Linked DNA regions of Bos taurus: region 1 is linked to region 2. The links are chromatin contacts, called in public Hi-C maps. All regions are on one chromosome and are shown on one strand. The core of a region is the stretch at or near the end of the contact, and the rest is flanking DNA. Distances in the headings are between cores, read along the strand shown.

Region 1 (3,971 bases), core at 1,142-3,641, 130 kb after region 2:
TTTAATATACATGTCTTATATACTGAAATAATTTTTTAGTGTGTTTGGGCATCATATGGATTATATGACCCAAGCATATTTTCACCACTTTGGCATTCTCAACTTTTAACATTTTAGGCAAGATATATTACCGTGGCACAATGACACAACTATAAGTAAGCATGCACAGTTGTTGACAGTTAAAGACCTAAGACATTTCAGGAACTTTCCCTGCCTTGGATATAAATGATGTACACTTTATGTTATACAAATATCTCCTCAGATCCTATAAGCATAGATAAATTGTATATGAAGCATACAAATATTATTTCCAAATCAATATATTCTGAAAACATTTTAAATGAAAAACAGTTCACACACTCTCAGTGATTTGAATTTTATGCCTCTGGTTAGCAGAATGGTTAGAATTGTAAAGATAAAGGTATCTGGTTATTTACATGTTCCACTAAGGCATCATTTTCCCTATCTGCTCATAAAGTTCACTTGGCTTAGAGAATCATAATAGAGGGCAGAAATAATTTTTTTCAAAGCACATTTGTTTCAGACAAAAGATCATGATCATTCAATTCAGATGATCATGGAAACTGGGGATAAACACACACCATCCGAAATCCTGAGTAGTTCCTTATATTGCAATGAAGCAACTGCAGCCACTGGCTATGTCCTTTCCATCTGACCTTTTAACTTGCCTGGGCCCAGAGATCATCAGAGCTTACTCAACATTTCTCCTTCATTAAACATGGGAGAAAAGATGTCCTCATTGTGAGTGGCGGGCGCCCCCAGCAACATGGATGAGTAGAGTTCCAAGAAACTGTCTTCCAGAATCAGATGGAAAATTTTAGGTTTTAAAATAACAGACTCTCCATGAAAACACTTAAGAACTCCACGGTCTGAAATTGGAAGACTTAGAAACAAATGAGAACCTCAAGGTCAAGACTATTAAATGCCTACAAAGTGACCTGATGGAGAAAATTGATTCTCTGCTTGTACTTGTTCCACTATCCATTCCTTTTCAACTACATATGAACAATTTGGGCACATGTATTTTTACATTCCCAGCAATGACAAAAGATGCTTTTATAAAAGAGTTTCCCAGATGTCATGGTTTAGAAGACAGTTTGGGAAATCATTTTAATATAGATATTTTTATACCAGTTAAGAAAGAAACTTTGCTGGGAATGCAGATCCTTGATGTGACAAGAGGGGTTATTGATAGCTAGGGAGGGAGATCTGATGGGAAATCAGCCAGCCTTTCCTTGCCTATCAAAATCTCTCTTGGGAGTATATATGGGAGTTAGTAGCCATATGGTGGTGGTTTAGTCGTTAAGTTGTGCCCGACATTTTGTGACCCCATGGACTGTAGCCTGCCAGGCTCCTCTATCCATGGGGTTTTCCAGGCAAGAATACTAGAGCGGGCAGCCATTTCCTTCTCCAGGGGATCTTCCTGACCCAGGGTTGAACCAGAATCTCCTGCATTGCAGGAGGATTCTTTACCAATTGAGCCACCAGGGAAGCCCAGTGACCACATTTCCATTACTGTATTTTTTACAGTAGTACAAAAGATCATAATCTTAAAGAATTAATTATTGACTTAAATACCTTCTTCTCCCACTATTGTTTCATCACTAACACCTGAAATAGAAAAATGACTGAATCTGTTATCACCATGGACTAGACCTAAGAGAACCAGATCTATATACATGGAAACATTGAACACTATTTAAATAATATTCATTCAGTGATAAAGCTTCAGGAACTCTCTAAGTGTGTAAAGAAGTGAGGTATGATGCAAGGACCCTAAACAGAGAAATAAACAGCAGGACTAGTCCCAAATATCACTGACTAGATGTGTGATCTTGAAAAAAATCACTCAGCTCTCTGTATCTCAGTTTGCACATCGATAAAATGGCAGCGGGATCAGCTTTAATCTTTAAACTCCCTTCCAGTTCCAGGTAACCTCAGTGTTAACTGTCATTATACATCCTTTCCCTTTGTCAACAGATATTACTTTGGCAACCAGCTGAGAAAGTCAGAGGTGGCGTACTCTGTCCTTGGGAACAACAGACGGTTTTGTCCTCTTTGATCTGGGTTCATACCACGTGCACTGAGGTAAGGGCATAGACAAATAAAACTGAATGTCAAGAGCACTGCCAGCCCCGTGTCAGCAGTGTTTCTCAGTCAGATACACTGAGATATAGTGCAAAATATCAGAATGACAAGTAAAAGTAAAAGCATTACTTGTGTTAGCTACTCATAGCTGACAGTCTAAGAGAGACAGGCCCAGAGAGAAATACATCTGTGTTTCATTCAGTCTGCTTTAGGTTTAGAGTGGTTTCCTCCCCCTCCTTAGCCTTCTTGGACTAGAGACAATCACGGGACACAGCTGCCCTCAGAGAGAGACACTACAGTGAAAGGCAAGAGGAGGGCAATGATCTGAGGCCTAGCCCCTTCTTACCTCCTCCACAGGACTCGGAGCACTTGGTGAAGCCCTCATACTCCCAGTCGTAGAGCTGGTCAAAGTCCTGCAGGCCACCCAAGAGGCCATCTGTCTCTTCCAGGTTAAATTCGGGAGTCTCCCCGTGGCATGGTCCTGCGTAACAGGGGCGCTGGGACGCTGGCTTGGGTCCTTCACATTCGTCAACGGGCAGGTCGGCCACGGACTGAGAGAAAGACAGGAGCACCTGGCACCTGACTATTCGCACCTGGGTCCCCACACCACAGGTGACCGTGCAGGCCGACCAGGCCTCTGGGATGAACCTGCAGTCCGCAAGCAAACAAGAGGACAGGATGAGAAGCCCCAAGCAGGAGACCGCAGGCACCGGGAGGGGCCACATCCCACCTGCCACTGGGGCCCAGGGCCGTCTCAGGACGTGCTCAGGGCTCTGCCACCCTGTCCTGTCCTGTGCTGGGTGCTTCAGTGCAGCCCACGAGCTCATCTGCCAGTCTCTGGATTGGTTTCTTCGTGCGTGTCACATGAACCCCCAGCTGGAAGATATTCCAGCCACAGACCACCTGCTTTCTCCCAGCTTTGCACCCACAGTGGTGGCTCTTCAGAGCAGGGAACTGATTTCTTCTCTCTTGATCTAAATTCCAGCCCTTGTGCCTCCTGCGAGATGTTGGCTATTCTTACACCAGACTAATACTGATACTAAAAACTATAACAAAGTAAGCCCTTAGAGATATTTAAGGAAGTATATATATTTTTTTGTTTTAGTCTGGATTTCAGATTCTGTAACTTTCTTTGCTTTTTTGCTCAATGTGCTTCCCAAGATTTATTTATATATAGAAAGAGAAAGAGGATTTTTTTTTTTTAAGTTTCCAAGAATGGAGCAAAGCCTTGTTCCTCACACATTCTTTGAATTAGTCTGGCCTGCGATTCTTTTTATATCTGAGAGAAAAGCCTTGCTACAAATTTAAATCCACAGGCATGTCACTGTAAACGAGGGGTTTTGCATCCATACATGTTTGTTTGACAGCCTTCAGTCCCTCCCCACCAAGCGAAGTCACATTAATGAGAACTTCCCTGAGTTTCTCTAGAATGTAGGACAATATCCAAATTCCAAAAAAAAAGAAAAAAAGACTGTTTTCCTCCAACTAATCAACAATTGCCATGTCTGCAATGACCTTGAGAAGTATCCAGGGAAAAAAATCCCTGAGGGCACCACTAACATTTTCACAAAGTTAGTATAATAATCTGGAGAAAGGACTTTGGAATACAAATCTTAAAAAATTTTTTTTCTATGATCTTACTGCTTTTGCACTGGGAGTCGTGCTGAGGAGGCATGCAAATCTGGCTCTTTAACCCTGATTTTGGCAGAGAAGGAAAGAAGTGATAAGAAGGTTATAGCATTAAGTCCCAGCAAGTGAAAATAGTTCCCATCTAGTTTAGAGAAGCTGAAATTCTAACAGGAAATTGATCCAAGTTTTCAAACTGGAAGAAGCAAAACAAAGTTGTGGCCTGAACCTGGGCT
Region 2 (3,690 bases), core at 401-2,900:
TCTCTCATTTCTTACATAGAAAATTTACCCCCCTATATCTGATAATTAAACTGTTAGTAGCTCAGTTGTGTCTGAATCTTTGCGACCCCATGGACTGTGGCCCACCAGGCTCCTCTGTCCATGGAATTCTCCAGGCAAGAATACTGCAGTGAGTTACCATTCCCTTCTCCAGGGGATCTTCCCAACTCAGGATCAAACCTGGGTCTCCTGCATCACAGGCAGATTCTTTACCATCTGAGCCACCAGGGAAGCCCCTAATAATTAAGGTTCTCCATAATTTGATGCTATGTATAACTCTGAGCAACCCTTCACAGAATATCCTCTCTGGCCTCTGGCTTGTTTCCTATATCCAGAATACACACTTTGGTCAGAAAGAGCCACCAACAGGAGCTAGGGATGGGAGCTAGATCAAAGGGGAACATATGGGCAAACAGATCATGCTGAGTCACTAGCCAGGGAGGCCTACGACGGACGGGAGGCTGTTAGAACGCTTGTGGTAAGGGTTGGAGTCACACCTGTATGGACAAGCTCTGGCTGAGGCTTGCTCCCTGTGAAGGCCTAGTTTCTATCCCAGTTGAGCTGCCTTAAAGCAGTGGGGTCTTACAGCTGTTCCTGAACAGACACCTGATGCACATCCCACACACTTTAATCTCTGGGTTCATGGCATCTTCCTCACCTCAGGGCCTGTTTTCTTCCCTTTGTGTCTATTTGAATCCCCACCCCCATCCTTCAGTGCTCAGCATCAAAACAGAACAATGAGGCTCTGGCCTGTCTCCAGCGACCTGTTTCTTAGGTCCTGATACCTGACACCATTCCCTGACTCATCTCCACAATTCCACGTGGCTCTCTCCTAGTTCCATGGTATTCCCAAGTCCATATTGCTTATATGGACTTGATTGCATTCAGGGACTTTATGGATACTGCCTCTGAGATCTATTCAGGTGGAGTGGTCTGAATGTGAACGAGGAGGTGTCTCTTAACCATTAGATTTAAATACCAGTCTAAGGTAACAAAGCACCATAAACTAGGAATGGAATTCAGCAGCTTAAAGCACAATAAATTCTTATTGCCCATGGCTAAAATGACACAAAATATTATTCCAGAATAAGGGAGAAAGAAAGTAAAGCTATCATGGAAAAATATGAGGTTAACTTTTCCAGCATGCTTAATGGCACCTGAGTAATCCAAGAGTTATTGAACTTGAAAATAAGCAATTGCTGCACACTCCGCTAATGACTGGGCAATGATAGTAAGTTATGACACTCTCTCATGGTGATGAACCTAAAATAAAAGTTTACAATGCACACATTTAATCTGGAATAAATTTATCATTCATAATGCCAAAATTAAAAAAAAGAAGCAGGTTTAAATGCCTATGAATTCTGATCAAAGTGACGTGGAAAAAACTCAATACCAAGTTTGTTATGAGAAACAGAATAGGGCTACTCATTACCATATCTATGTTTTAGTTTTATCCAGATCAGAAACAGAAAAACCAGAAGCTTTTGCCATCTGCCTGTATGCATTCTTTGCTAATTTTAGATGTTAACAAAAAACTAAAGGTAATCTTTCTGTGCTATAACCCTAAAGATACCAAGCCTTGTGGCCATGCTGATAAGTTATGATCAATATTATTGAGAAACCACTGGCTTCCTATCCCCTGTTAGCTGGCACAGAGAAGAGTAGAGGAAATTTCAACACTGAGTCAAGGGAAGAATTCTAGCTGCCATGACCAACATCTGGGGCCAAATACAGTTAGCATGAAGACTTTTTCCATTCTGTAGGCCTATTTTTCCCAGGCCTTTGAAGACAAAAGAATTCTTTTCCATCTTGACCATATCTAGGGGTCATTCTGGGGGTGGAGGTTGCTCTGGCATCCCCATGGCTCTGGAGTGAGGGGTCCAGAACATGGATGCCCTAGAGCAAGTTTCTGCTACAAGAAGGTGTCAGCCTCATGGGCAATAACTGGGTGTAGGCTCCCAATGACAGATGACAGGGAAGGTGCCCCTGGTGGAGCTACTGAAACACTTGCCTTGAGGAGTCTTTCTGGCTTGTTTTTAGGCCCTACCTACAAAACGAGGTTTATATAGATTGCCTGGATTAAGGCAGGTACTGATACTGCCGTTTTCTCATTGAAAGCTGGTTATAGCTCTGTTGAGGTAAGAAGAGGTCATGGAGGAGCACTGGGATACAGCCGGTGATGGGGAGAAGAGATGCAGGAGCTGTTTTTCACTGCTGTGTCTGTTCTCTAAGTCCAGCACCATCAGTCTGACTGAGAGGATCTGGACTGTGGCACCAGCCCAAGAGGATTCAGAGAGGAGCCCTTTCGGACTCTGGCCAGGCTCAGGTCCAAACTAAGAACTGAATTCACCTCATATGGAAAGTCAGCCAAGTTTCCACTGGTAAATCTGGATTCTGTACACAATTTAGTGATTTCCTGTTGGCCACCCCCCACTGCTGCCTCCCTCCCACCTGCAAGCAGTCACCCATCCATAAATCCTGTCCAGCCCTGGATTTCTGCCCAGTGTTCCAGAGGGTTGGACTCACCAAGGAGAGCAGAATTCCCAGGATCCAGGACCAGCTGTGTTCCCAGTGGAGACGTCAGCACCGAAGGAAGGTTCAGTCCAGTGGCTGAGAGCAGGGCCCTGATGTCGTCCAACTGTGTGGGGACGTGGGGGGGCTCTGTGAGAAGGAGGATGGGGCATCAGGCAGGTTAAAGCATAAAGGCTGTGCTAAGGGGACAGGGAGAGGCAGCCATGCATGGAAGTGTGTCCATGTGTAAGGCAGGTGTTACTATTTTTACCTCTAACATCACTTTGCCTAGAGAGAAGGTGTTCCCATCAAGGTGAGTCTGAATTTCAAACATAATACTTGATGTCCGAAACTGTACAGTCAGTGATAAGAATCAGGCATGTTGATTTCTGGAGTTCCTTCCTTACTGTATACCACTTTCTACCACAGGTGCTCTATAAACTTAGCTAACTGAAAGTATATTATAAAGACACTTTGAAAAAGCCAAAGCTTCTTCAGAACTATATGCCAAGTCCTGTGCTAAAATAATTTTCATTCCTTGTTTCATTTAACTCTTAAAACGACCTTTAGAGGGAGGAACTTTGTTATTGTCCCCACAGGCAGGGATAAGTCACAGGAATTTCTTATTTCTAAAGATCTTGTGAGTGGCTTTTTTCTGGGAAGGAAGGGGTACAGTTGTGAGGCTAGGGGTTCACTTTGTGATCTGGATTTTTTATGTCTAAGTAAGACCAGAGAAGCAGTTCAGGGATGATGTGTTAGTCAAAATCTTGTAATGAGTCAGGGCTGATGTAACCAGGAATTAGTTAACCAGAGCTAAAAGTGACAGAAAGGGAAGCACGGTGGCTTGCTTATTAATTTCCTTGAGCAAATAAAGAGGCAAGCAGCTGCTGAACACAGTGGTAGGATGATCCCAGATTCTGCTGAGAAAGAAGCAGGACTCTGCTCCCCGCTCTTCCCGAGTCTCCTGGCGCACTGCAATTCACACTCCAACGCCAACTCCCACCTTTTTCTCTAGAGCACTTGTTGGAGTGGAAGGAGAAGCAGAAAGGTTGTCCTTGTAATTGATGGCCATTTCAGCAGCGTTCAGAGAGGGCCTGCTGTGTGCTTGTCACCGTGTTCAGTACTTGTTAGAAATGGTAAATAAGGAAGTCACAGTGG

Evidence for each region. A called contact is a pair of places that touch in the nucleus more often than the background predicts.
Region 1: a contact with region 2 is called in a Hi-C map of liver, with 2.9 times the contacts expected there. The contact joins two enhancer-like sites. A contact is called at or near these places in 2 of 11 Hi-C or Micro-C datasets (liver and skeletal muscle).

What each region holds. Positions count from the first base shown.
Region 1 is chr8:25,550,735-25,554,705 of ARS-UCD2.0, forward strand. It overlaps ADAMTSL1 (ADAMTS like 1), which reads right to left. Exons shown (of 29, transcript XM_059889384.1): 14 at 2,456-2,757. Among named protein-coding and RNA genes, the nearest start is that of SAXO1, 350 kb to the left of the region's middle. Within about 2 kb of position 2,392, at least 13 of the 102 cell types and tissues checked have an H3K27ac peak or open chromatin away from gene starts, as enhancers often do. A contact at or near this core is called in liver, where this site is marked.
Region 2 is chr8:25,419,396-25,423,085 of ARS-UCD2.0, forward strand. ADAMTSL1 (ADAMTS like 1) reads right to left here. Exons shown (of 29, transcript XM_059889384.1): 23 at 2,548-2,682. Among named protein-coding and RNA genes, the nearest start is that of SAXO1, 220 kb to the left of the region's middle. Within about 2 kb of position 1,651, at least 22 of the 102 cell types and tissues checked have an H3K27ac peak or open chromatin away from gene starts, as enhancers often do. A contact at or near this core is called in liver, where this site is marked.